Linked DNA regions of Mus musculus: region 1 is linked to region 2. A link is a contact called in public promoter capture Hi-C data. All regions are on one chromosome and are shown on one strand. The core of a region is the stretch at or near the end of the contact, and the rest is flanking DNA. Distances in the headings are between cores, read along the strand shown.

The links. Promoter capture Hi-C pulls out the DNA fragments that hold promoters and counts their contacts.
Region 1: a contact with region 2 is called in a promoter capture Hi-C map of hippocampal neurons, with 4 times the contacts expected there. The contact joins the promoter of Uprt here to the promoter of Ftx in region 2. A contact is called at or near these places in 3 of 39 promoter capture datasets (the 3T3-L1 cell line, erythroid cells and hippocampal neurons) and 1 of 115 datasets of contacts at active chromatin or transcription factors (embryonic forebrain).

Annotation. Positions count from the first base shown.
Region 1 is chrX:104,479,364-104,484,149 of GRCm38.p6, reverse strand. Uprt (uracil phosphoribosyltransferase) reads right to left here and starts at 1,347. Exons shown (of 7, transcript NM_001081189.3): 1 at 801-1,347. The coding sequence starts at 1,189.
Region 2 is chrX:103,621,228-103,626,433 of GRCm38.p6, reverse strand. Ftx (Ftx transcript, Xist regulator (non-protein coding)) reads left to right here and starts at 2,680. Exons shown (of 11, transcript NR_028381.1): 1 at 2,680-2,887.

The sequences.
Region 1 (4,786 bases), core at 98-2,597, 860 kb before region 2:
AGGGAAGGGAAGGGAAGGGAAGGGAAGGGAAGGGAAGGGAAGGGAAGGGAAGGGAAGGGAAGGGAAGGGAAAAGAAAGAGAAAGAAAAAAAGGAAAGATGGCAGCTATATTTCACTGTGGTACATAGCTATCCAAGAAAATCCATATTCCAAAATATTTTAACTTTTCAAGTTCTTGCTATACTGATTTGTGGGATTAGGAGGATCCAACTTGTTCTTAGGTTACCTTTGCTGTTAACTACATTCTGTAAGTTTTCAGTAAAACTGTCTTGATAAGAGTGGAATCATAAACTTTCTGGCAACCAGGTAAAGCTGAACTCCCAATCAGTAAACAAAATGGCAAACTGCAGGAGCAAATGCTGTTGAGTCAGAGGGCTGGCGGAGCACATCATTTCCCTTGAAATTGCTTTAGTTTTGTGAGCTTGGGCTGTCGGGGTGTTAATAACCACAGGCAGTAACCATTCCTGGGTTATACATTTACCACGTGGTCGGGAACTGAGCAGATGGCATAGGGGTGTGTACCTGCCTGGCACAGTAGAGGATTGGTCATGTTTAAGACAGACAAAGAGGCCGGAAGAGGCTGAAGGCTACCTAAAAGGTTTCCTTCCTAAACAAAGCAATGTTAACCGCAGCAACTAAGAAGGGGCCACAGAAGTGTCTCACTGACTCCCTCCCTACTCACAGGCCAAAGAAAGAGGCCTGGCTCTAATCCCCAAAGACCAGTGTGCCAAATGCAAACAGAAGCTTTTTACTTTCACCCTGCAGCCCTCCGCTCCCTTTTCCCTTCCGCTCTAAGCTTACTTGTCCCGGATGATAGTCTGAAGCTCCCGGATCTGATCATTCATAGGCAGCAACTTAAGCTGAGCCCCAATCTGTCGGGAGAGTTCACAGTCCCCTAGCAGGGAGTCGCCGCCGACAGGTGCATCGTAGTTGCCACTGTCACTACTGTCACTGTGGTTCTCAGAGTGAAGATTAGTGCTGCAGCAGGCCGGAGAGTCCCGCTCCGAAAGCACGCTAGAATGGGCGTGCCCAGGGAGGAGAGTCAGCTTAGCCATAGCAGCGTTATTTTCCTCTGCATGATCCAGGACCCGGTCCTCGGCTAGCAGATGCTCGGGACTTGGGCTAGAAGTAGAGTTTACTTGCCGATTGTGACAGGGCATGGAGTCCGGACGCTGTAACTCCGAGGCCATACACGGGGCCCCCGAGCTATCCCCGCTGCTATCAAACCCTAGGGATAAAGGGCAAGAAGAAAAGGATGCGGACACGTGCGTCCTCCTGGCCCCTGGCTCCTCCAAATCTCTAACCCTGGCTGCCCTCTCACCCCTAGGCCTCTACGGTCCTTTCGCACGCTTTGCCCATACCCGCCCACACCAGACGCACTGCCGGCTTAGACACCTTATTGGCCCATCTCTCTGCCAGTCTACAGCATGCTGGTTTGTTAACTCTTTTAAGTCTTTCCTGCTTGAGAGATTATCACAGTTGCTTGGCAGAGGTGGCTAAACCAGAGATATCCCTGGTTGCTGAGTCCTCAGAAAACCCCTAGGACTTCTTGCAATCAGAACTTTGGTAGAGCCAAGAAAAGATACGGGTGGATTACACATGTAAGGCACTGTTTTCTAACTTTCTGTCTTGGCAAAGAAAACATACTTGGGTAGTTGGCTGCATCTTCAAGCTAATGGCTTATCTGTGTAACAGAAGAAGCAAAGTAAGAACAGCTAGCAGGCTGGCCTTTCTAGACTCTTCTACAAGATGTCATTTCGTGTGTGTGTGTGTGTGTGTGTGTGTGTGTGTGTGTGTGTGTGTGTGTGTTTGTGTGTGTGTGTATACAAATGTAAGGAATTTATTGAGCTTTCTGAATTTAAGATGACAAACAACAGCTTTTTTTTTCTTTCTGTATTGTTTTATTTTTATTAAGGCTTTTTTGTTTTGTTTTGTTTTGTTTTTTGTTTTTTGAGACAGGGTTTCTCTGTATCGCCCTGGCTGTCCTGGAACTCACTCTGTAGACCAGGTTGGCCTCGAACTCAGAAATCCGACTGCCTCTGCCTCCCGAGTGGGATTAAAGGCGTGTGCCACCACACCCGGCTTATTAAGGCTTTTTTATTAGATATTTTCTTCATTTACATTTCAAATGCTATCCCCAAAGTCCCCTATACCCTCCCCTTGCCCTGCTCCCCAACCCACCCACACCTGCTTCCTGGCCCTGGTATTCCCCTGTACTGGCAAGATGCCATTTCTTAAGTACGCTTGACCACTAAAATTTTTCTTACTGATACTGGTTGGGCACTGAATTGCACATGTTACTATGGCATAATTTTCATTACACTGTTTGTTCTCCCAAACAATACTTGGAAGGATGGCTTTTAAAAATGTTTAGGTACCCACCAAGAAAGTCTAGAATAATAATTTGCAAATGTCCATTGTATCAGAAAAATTGTAGAGCTTGTTACGATGCAGAGTTTTAACTTGACATGAAGGCACACATCTGTAATCCCCACACTTTGAAGGCTGACATGGAAGGATCAAGAGTTCAAAGCTAGCCTGAGTTATAAAGCAAGCTCTAGTCTCAAAAATAATTAAAATAAGCAATATTTGTTTGTGTCCTACTTCCAAGTCTATACATCACTATTTATCATTATAGTGTAGACATTTTAATGTCACTGCACAATCCCCACACTTTCGAAAGGTTGTACAGTCTTTTCACTTAACACATAATGCAAATTAAAGGGTCTCTGGGCTTAAAACTTGTATCTGTTAACTTCAAGTAGGCCAGAACAAATGTCTGTTTTGTCAATGAATACTCTTGAGGAATCCAATGAAGCCCAGTATTGTATCATGACCAAAGATAACCCAGCTCCAAAACTGTCCATTGTTTCATCATCCTGTGACCCTGTTTTCAATGCCATAGAACAATAAATTGAAACAGCACAAATGTCAGTCTGTCTTCTGTATTCGTATACTTTCTTTTTTTGTTTTTGTTTGTTTTGTTGTTGTTGTTGTTGTTGTTGTTTTGGTTTTTTTGAGACAGGGTTTCTGTGTAGCCCTGGCTATCCTGGAACTCACTTTGTAGACCAGGCTGGCCTCGAACTCAGAAATCTGCCTGCCTCTGCCTCCCAAGTGCTGGGATTAAAGGCATGCGCCACCACGCCCGGTTGTATACTTTCTTATATTAACCAATAAGCATTAGCTGGTTTATATTTTAGGTTCAGAAAAGATAAAAATTTACTAATGACTAATCAGAATAACACATTTAGTGTTGTGTTTTATAATTTATAAAGAAGTTATGAAGCATTCTCTTATTTGAAAAGTCAAGGTGGGAAAAAGCCAGGCATGGTAGCATATGCCTATAATCCCAGCACTCAAGGTGTTGTGAAAGAAGATCACCAAGGTTAGTCTGGGATAGACACACACACACACACACATACACACAGATACTCGTGTAAGAACCCTGTCATACAAAATCAAAATCAAATAGTTGTCCAAGATTGATTGTACATCCCAAAAGGATTAAAGCTAACACAGAAACCCGTCTTTCAAGTCTAAATCTCACCTTTACCCATACCTAAAGATATATGAAATCATTCAGTTAATGAAATACCGATTTCATCTTTTCTATTTGCCAGGGTGTCAAAACAGATACAAAGTAAAATAAGTGAATGTCTTGAAATTTTGAAATGGTGGTGGCCAGCCTGGATCTTTGGAAAGCAGGGATAATGTTACTCAGCACCAACCCTTTGTCATAGATGACAACAGGAGCGTTATCTCATATCAGCCCGGCTTTCCTGTTTATCAATTTCTGCTCTAGGTAGAAAGCCGTATAAAATAAAAGCTGGAAGATTCCCCTGTAGTGATTGATATGGTTCCATCATGGGTAGTTTGTTGTTTGTTTTAAATCAGTCTATTTTCTCTTTGTTGCTAAGATGTATTTAAGAGAAAACACATTTTCTAAAGCCAATAATATGAGAATAAATTTTTACCTGTGATGGATTGAAGTCCAGGCATTAACTTAGACTGTTACATTTCGAGAGGTTCAAGCTCTGAACATTGGAGTCCTTCACATGCAACAGTATAGTGACTATTCAGAACACTTTCATATCTCATTTGATATGGTAAAACAGTTAGGCCCAGTATAATTCTTGTTTTACATTTAATAAAATTCAGATTTAGGAGTTTAATTTAAAGTGACAACTGAGTATTAGTAAAGTTGAGAGAAATCAAAACTCTATTTTCTTTTCTTTAAGTATCTTACTTAAACTTTCTAATGTCTTGGGCTATGATCTATCTTCTTATATTCATTTTACAAGAAAATGAAGATAGAAATTAATTCACTTGACAATGTCATGTAAGCTATACATGCAGAAATAAGCATTGAAAAGTAAATTTAAGAAACTTAATCACACACACACACACTTGTATTATGTAACTGAATTAAGTACTCTGGATATAATCTTGTATTTCTACTTATGCCTGGCTGACCCATAGTGGTCCACTTCTGTAATCCTAGTGCTTGGTAGATAGAGATGAGAGGATCTAGAGTTACATGACAGCCTGTCTCTAAAAAAGAAATAAATACTTAATCCTCTCCTGAACTCTTTGCTTATTCCTTTGCCTTGATTTCAGTAGTATTTAAGCCACTTCACTATAATTTTAATTTGTTATAAATAAAAATATATTATTTAAGAGGAAAGCCAATGAATGGGCACTATGATATACTTTTTTTCCTAAATGAATATCTGTGCCATCATTTAGGTATATTCCTTACCTTGGTTTTGTTTTGTTCCATTTTATTT
Region 2 (5,206 bases), core at 1,431-3,930:
TGAAGGCACTGCACATTGCTTCCTTTTTTTTTTTTTTTTTTTTTGAAATAGGATTTCATTCTATAGCTCAGGCTGGCATGAAATTTACTATGCAGCCTAAGTTGACTTCAAATCATTGATCCTGCCAGGCAGTGATGGCGCATGCCTTTAATCCCAGCACTTGGTAGGTAGAGGCAGGCAGATTTCTGAGTTCGAGGCCAGCCTGGTCTACTGAGTGAGTCTGAGTCCCAGGACAGCCAGGGCTATACAGTGAAACCCTGTCTCAGAAAAAAAATATCATTGATCCTTCGGCCTCATTTCCCAAGTGCTGGGATTACAGGATCACAAACACAAAACCACTGAACTTAGGTGCTATATCCCCTGCCCCAAAGCTGTTTTTTGTGTCTGTCTGTCTTTCTTTCTTTCTTTCTTTCTTTCTTTCTTTCTTTCTTTCTTTCTTTCTTTCTTTCTTTCTTCCTTCCTTCCTTCCTTCCTTCCTTCCTTCCTTCCTTTCTTCCTTTCTTTCTTTCTTTCTTTCTTTCTTTCTTTCTTTCTTTCTTTCTTTCTTTCTTTCTTTCTTTCTTTCTTTCTTCCTGTCTATGTCTGTCTTTTTCTTTCTTTCTTAGATTTATTTATCTATTATATATAAGTACACTGTAACTGTCTTCAGACACACTAGTAGAGGGTGTCAGATCTCATTACAGATGGGGTTGTGAGCCACCATGTGGTTGCTGGAAATTGAACTCAGGACCTCTGGAAGAGCAATCAGTACTCTTAAGTGCTGAGCCATCTCTCCAGTCTCTCTCTCTCTCTCTGTCTCTCTCTGTCTCTGTTTCTCTGTCTTTCTATGGTCAGGGTGTTATATATCCCAGGTTTGCCTTGAACTTTCTATGTAGCTGAAGATGACCTTGTATTTGATCATTCTCTCTATTTCTTGAATGCTGACATTACAGGTGTGTTTAAGTAGTACTGGGCATCTGAAGCCAGAGCTATGTCCAGGAAAATACTCTCCCAACTGAGCCACATCCTCAAACCCTAAACTACAATTGTTCCTATCTCTTATAATTAAAAATATCAGAGAAATTAAATTCTAGGAAAGAGATATCTTGGAAATTTAGAGATGATTTCTAACATTTCTATTTATGTTTACAGTTTGTCAGATGAACAAATATGTTGTTTCCCCTGGTGGCAATCAAGAAAAACTCTCTTACATGGAATCTTCAGATGGAACTAAGCTTGTTTTACAAGAAAAATTGTTTGAACTTTATTTTGTTTTTTGTTTTTAAAGATCTATTTACTTTTACTTATATAAGTACACTGAACTGTCTTCAGACACACACCAGAAGAATGCATCAGAGTCCTTTACAGATGGTTGTGAGTCACCAAGTGGTTGCTGGGAATTGAACTCAGGACCTCTGGAAGAGCAGTCAGTGCTTTTGACGTCTGAGCCATCTCTCCAGACCTAGTTTGGAGCTTGTAAGTACAGCCTGTTAATTCTGCATGAGTACAACTTTGTTCGAGATGTGAGCTAACACTTTTGTAGTGAACTCCAGGTAAACTTAGCTTAAAGGCTTCTTTCATTGCTCAAATTGGGCTGAAAAGAGCTTTTCCATCACACTCCCTTCCCCCTCAAAGAAAAAGCTCTTTCAGAAACCAGGGAGGGAATTGTCAAAGTGGGGATGTCTTACTAAAGCTGAAACATCAGAGGGGTTTTTTATGCATGTTACCTATATGTCCATTAGGTGTCGCAATATATCCAATGGCCCTGCCTTCTACTTCTATTCTGCTCATGATATTGTTTCAGATGCAGGCATGGGACTGCTTTTCCTTTTCTCCTCCTCCTCCTCCTCCTCGACCTCCTTCCCTTCTTCCTCCTCCTTTTTTCTTCTTTGTCTTCCTCCTCCCCTCCCCCACTCTTTTTTACTTGTATGGTTCTGGTGCTTTGATGCTCTACATGAAAATTCACAATTCAATGCAATGATAGATAGACAGGCAGGAGCCAGTCGGATGATCTCTCAAGATCCAGGGCTGAATAAGAAGGGGGAGTGGATCTTAAGGAGACCCTTAAAACTCAAGATTCTCCACAGGAAACAACATGCTGAGAGTGAAAATAGCCTGCCCCAAGAGTTCTGGTTCCAGGTATTAGAAAAAGACTTTTTCTTCAGGCTTTGTAACTTGGGCCCACAATTAAATCTACATACGTATATTTCCATTCCCCCAACCCCCCGGATCGGTGGAGGCTATTTTTTTTTCCTTCAGGATCTTTTGTGGTCCAAGCTGACCTAGAATTTGTCATGGAGGTGAGGTTGTCTATAAATCGCTGGAATTACAGGCACTTATCACCATGCCAGTGGTTGGTTGGTTGGTTTGTTAGTTTGTTTGTTTTCGAAACACTTGGAATATTGGGTACATCAGGAAATATGAGGGGGCCTAGCAGAGCTCCAGAGAAGCAGAGAAGGTCAAGAATTGTAGGGTGAGCCAGAAAGGGAATAATAACAGTAGTGAGATGTGATGGTAAATTAAAAAGGATGGGGACTTATTGATTAGAAAAGGGGCTGAGGAAAGGATGGGTGGTGGACGCCGGTATGAGCAGAGGTAGGAAAAGAAGTGTGGGCTAGGGACCTGAGTACTGGACTCAGTGGGCTGCTGTAAGTTGTAGAGGGGCGCTCTGAGGAGAGGGAGGAGCGCGGCGCATGCGTTGCAGCACAGCGCAGCGCTCCTGGAGAGGCTGTGGGTTCGTGGCATCCGCGCCGCGGCCGCAAGTATAGCAGGTTTCGTACCTGGTGTTCATCGCCGTTAAGTCATCGCTGCTGCCACCCAGGCACGGCTCTCTATGCCGCCGCTCCCTCCACCCTCTAGGCACTGCCTGCCGTAAGAATTTTAACTGCGACACTCGCTTCAGCAGGAGGTAAAGGAACGACGAAGGACGAAAATGTAACATGGAGGGCGGAGGAGGGAACTTGTGTCAGGGAGATCCTTAATTTGTGCATTTTCTCCTTTGAGGGGAGGGAGAACTGGAGGCCAGTACGAATCCCCAGCCCTCCAAAAGGATGTTGCGCATTACTTAATATTATGAAAGATTTTTAGACTTCTCTAAGCAGGTTTAAGGCACCTGAGCATCACTGTTTTGTTTGACATCTATTTAAAACAAAACAAAAAAAACTTTCGAGTTCTTCATTTGTTAAGGGTGAATCAAATGGATGAGTCTTTAGGATTAGGCTTCATCCGCTTTTTGTTTTCCTTGGGGGTGAGTGAATGTAGTTTGAGACTGACAGCAGCAGGCCTCGAACTCGCGGCCGTTCTCCTGCTTAAACTGGGATTACAGGCGTAAATCACCACGCCGGACTCTGATTCAGTGGTTTTAGGTTGGAGGGTTTTTAACTGTATTAAGGAATCCGTCTACCAAGTAGCCTCTCCCTTAGGCTGCTGACGGATTCCATCTGGGTTTGGGATATGCTTTATCGCCTACGACGTTTTTTTAATTCCATGTGTAACTTAGTTTATCACAGTTAATCCTGTTAAGGATTGTTGTTAATGATATGGTTTAGACACTGGGGCATAACTTTGGCGAGAAACACGTGCAGATGCACCCGGCATGAATATATATACATATATATGCGCATATATGTATATATATTCTTCACAGAGTTATCTCACCAGAGTAGCAGAACGCAGTGGCCACAGAGATTATATATATAATATATATAATATATATATATACACATATACGTATATATATTATATATATAATCATACACGAGAAGGGAGAATAGTAAAGATAGGCGCGCTTTGCGTGGATGCCAAAAGAGGAACCATATCACCAGGTGGTGGCGCTCAAGTACCCTTGAGAAAGCGTGACATGATGGGTAGGACTCTGCTGGCACGGGAGATCGTGGCCCCTTAGGCGAGGGTGGGGCAGAGAGGAGAGAAGGTGAAATCACGCATGCTCACTGCAAGCAGAAGGCCTCTGCGCGGGAATGAAAGTGCGCATGCGTAAGAGGGAGCATGTTGGCCGTTTAACACTAGGTATCGAGAACTGCGCGTGCGTGTTGCCAGTGGCTTGGCTGGGAGGGAGGGAGGGAGACGCGGAACGTTCTGGTAATTATGATTGCGAAATAGCGAGGGGTTCGGTAAGTTGTCCTTCGCTCAAATCGCCATTTTAGTCTGGGAGTACACTTAGAGAGGCAGTTCTACCATTCTAGTTGTTGAAGAGATTAGTCTGAGTGGAGGGTGTGACCAAACCCACTGGAAAAGAAAAAATCATTCCAGAATCTTAGTCTCTCCCTGGTCAGTCTGATAATGGGATTTTAAAATACAGAGGCAATAGTGAGGCTGCGAAAGATTGCTTCCGCAGCATGTTGCGCTTCTAGTCCAACCACATTCAGACAAAGCCTATGCAAAAGATCCTGGCCGAGCTTGGCTCTCCGCAGACTCATATCACCAGAGTAGCAGAACGTTGTGACCACAGCGAAGTGCGTTAAAAACCCTTGGGTTTTTCTCCCCTACAGAACATAGGGCAGAGGATTTCACTGTGTTTCTAAGTGCTTCTACATTGGTTGAAACCTAAGATCTGAGCAAACCACCTCCTGAAACTCTGATATGCAGAGTCATGTCATTGTCATTACCCTGAAAAGTAAAGGCAGTGGTGATAGGAAAGTGTCCCGGGGCTTACGTCTTCCCCTCCACCCCAAACACACACACCTTTCTCTTCTGTGGAACTTTCTGCATCATTTGGTCTGAGGTAGAAGTGGGAGATTGGAGGTTGGTTGTTTGCTTTTCTTTGGCTGCAGAACTGTTGTGCCTTTGAGGATTGCTAGTGAAAATCTATAGTAGTTAATTGCTTAAAACTAGTAATTTAGCATTTAGATATAGGAAAGGGTACAGAAGTTTAAAATGTCTTTTCTATTCTGCCAATCTTTTGCTGTTACAGTTTCATTCTCTGGGCCCGTTTATCAACTAATTCATATACAGGTCTATAGTACTTACTATCACAAGAGACCAGCATAAAGGTTTTACATAATGCGCTAACATTAACTTATTTCGTAGCCCCCACAATCCTATGGACTAGATAAACTATTACTCATTTTATTAAAAATGAGAACTTTGAGAACACATTAATTTGTCTAAGGTTTTATAGCCCATTGGATGGGCAAGGTATTTCTCCAGGTTTTATTGCTGCATAATTCTGTGTTCTTAGACATGCCTTATCCCTTATATTGAAGGGACA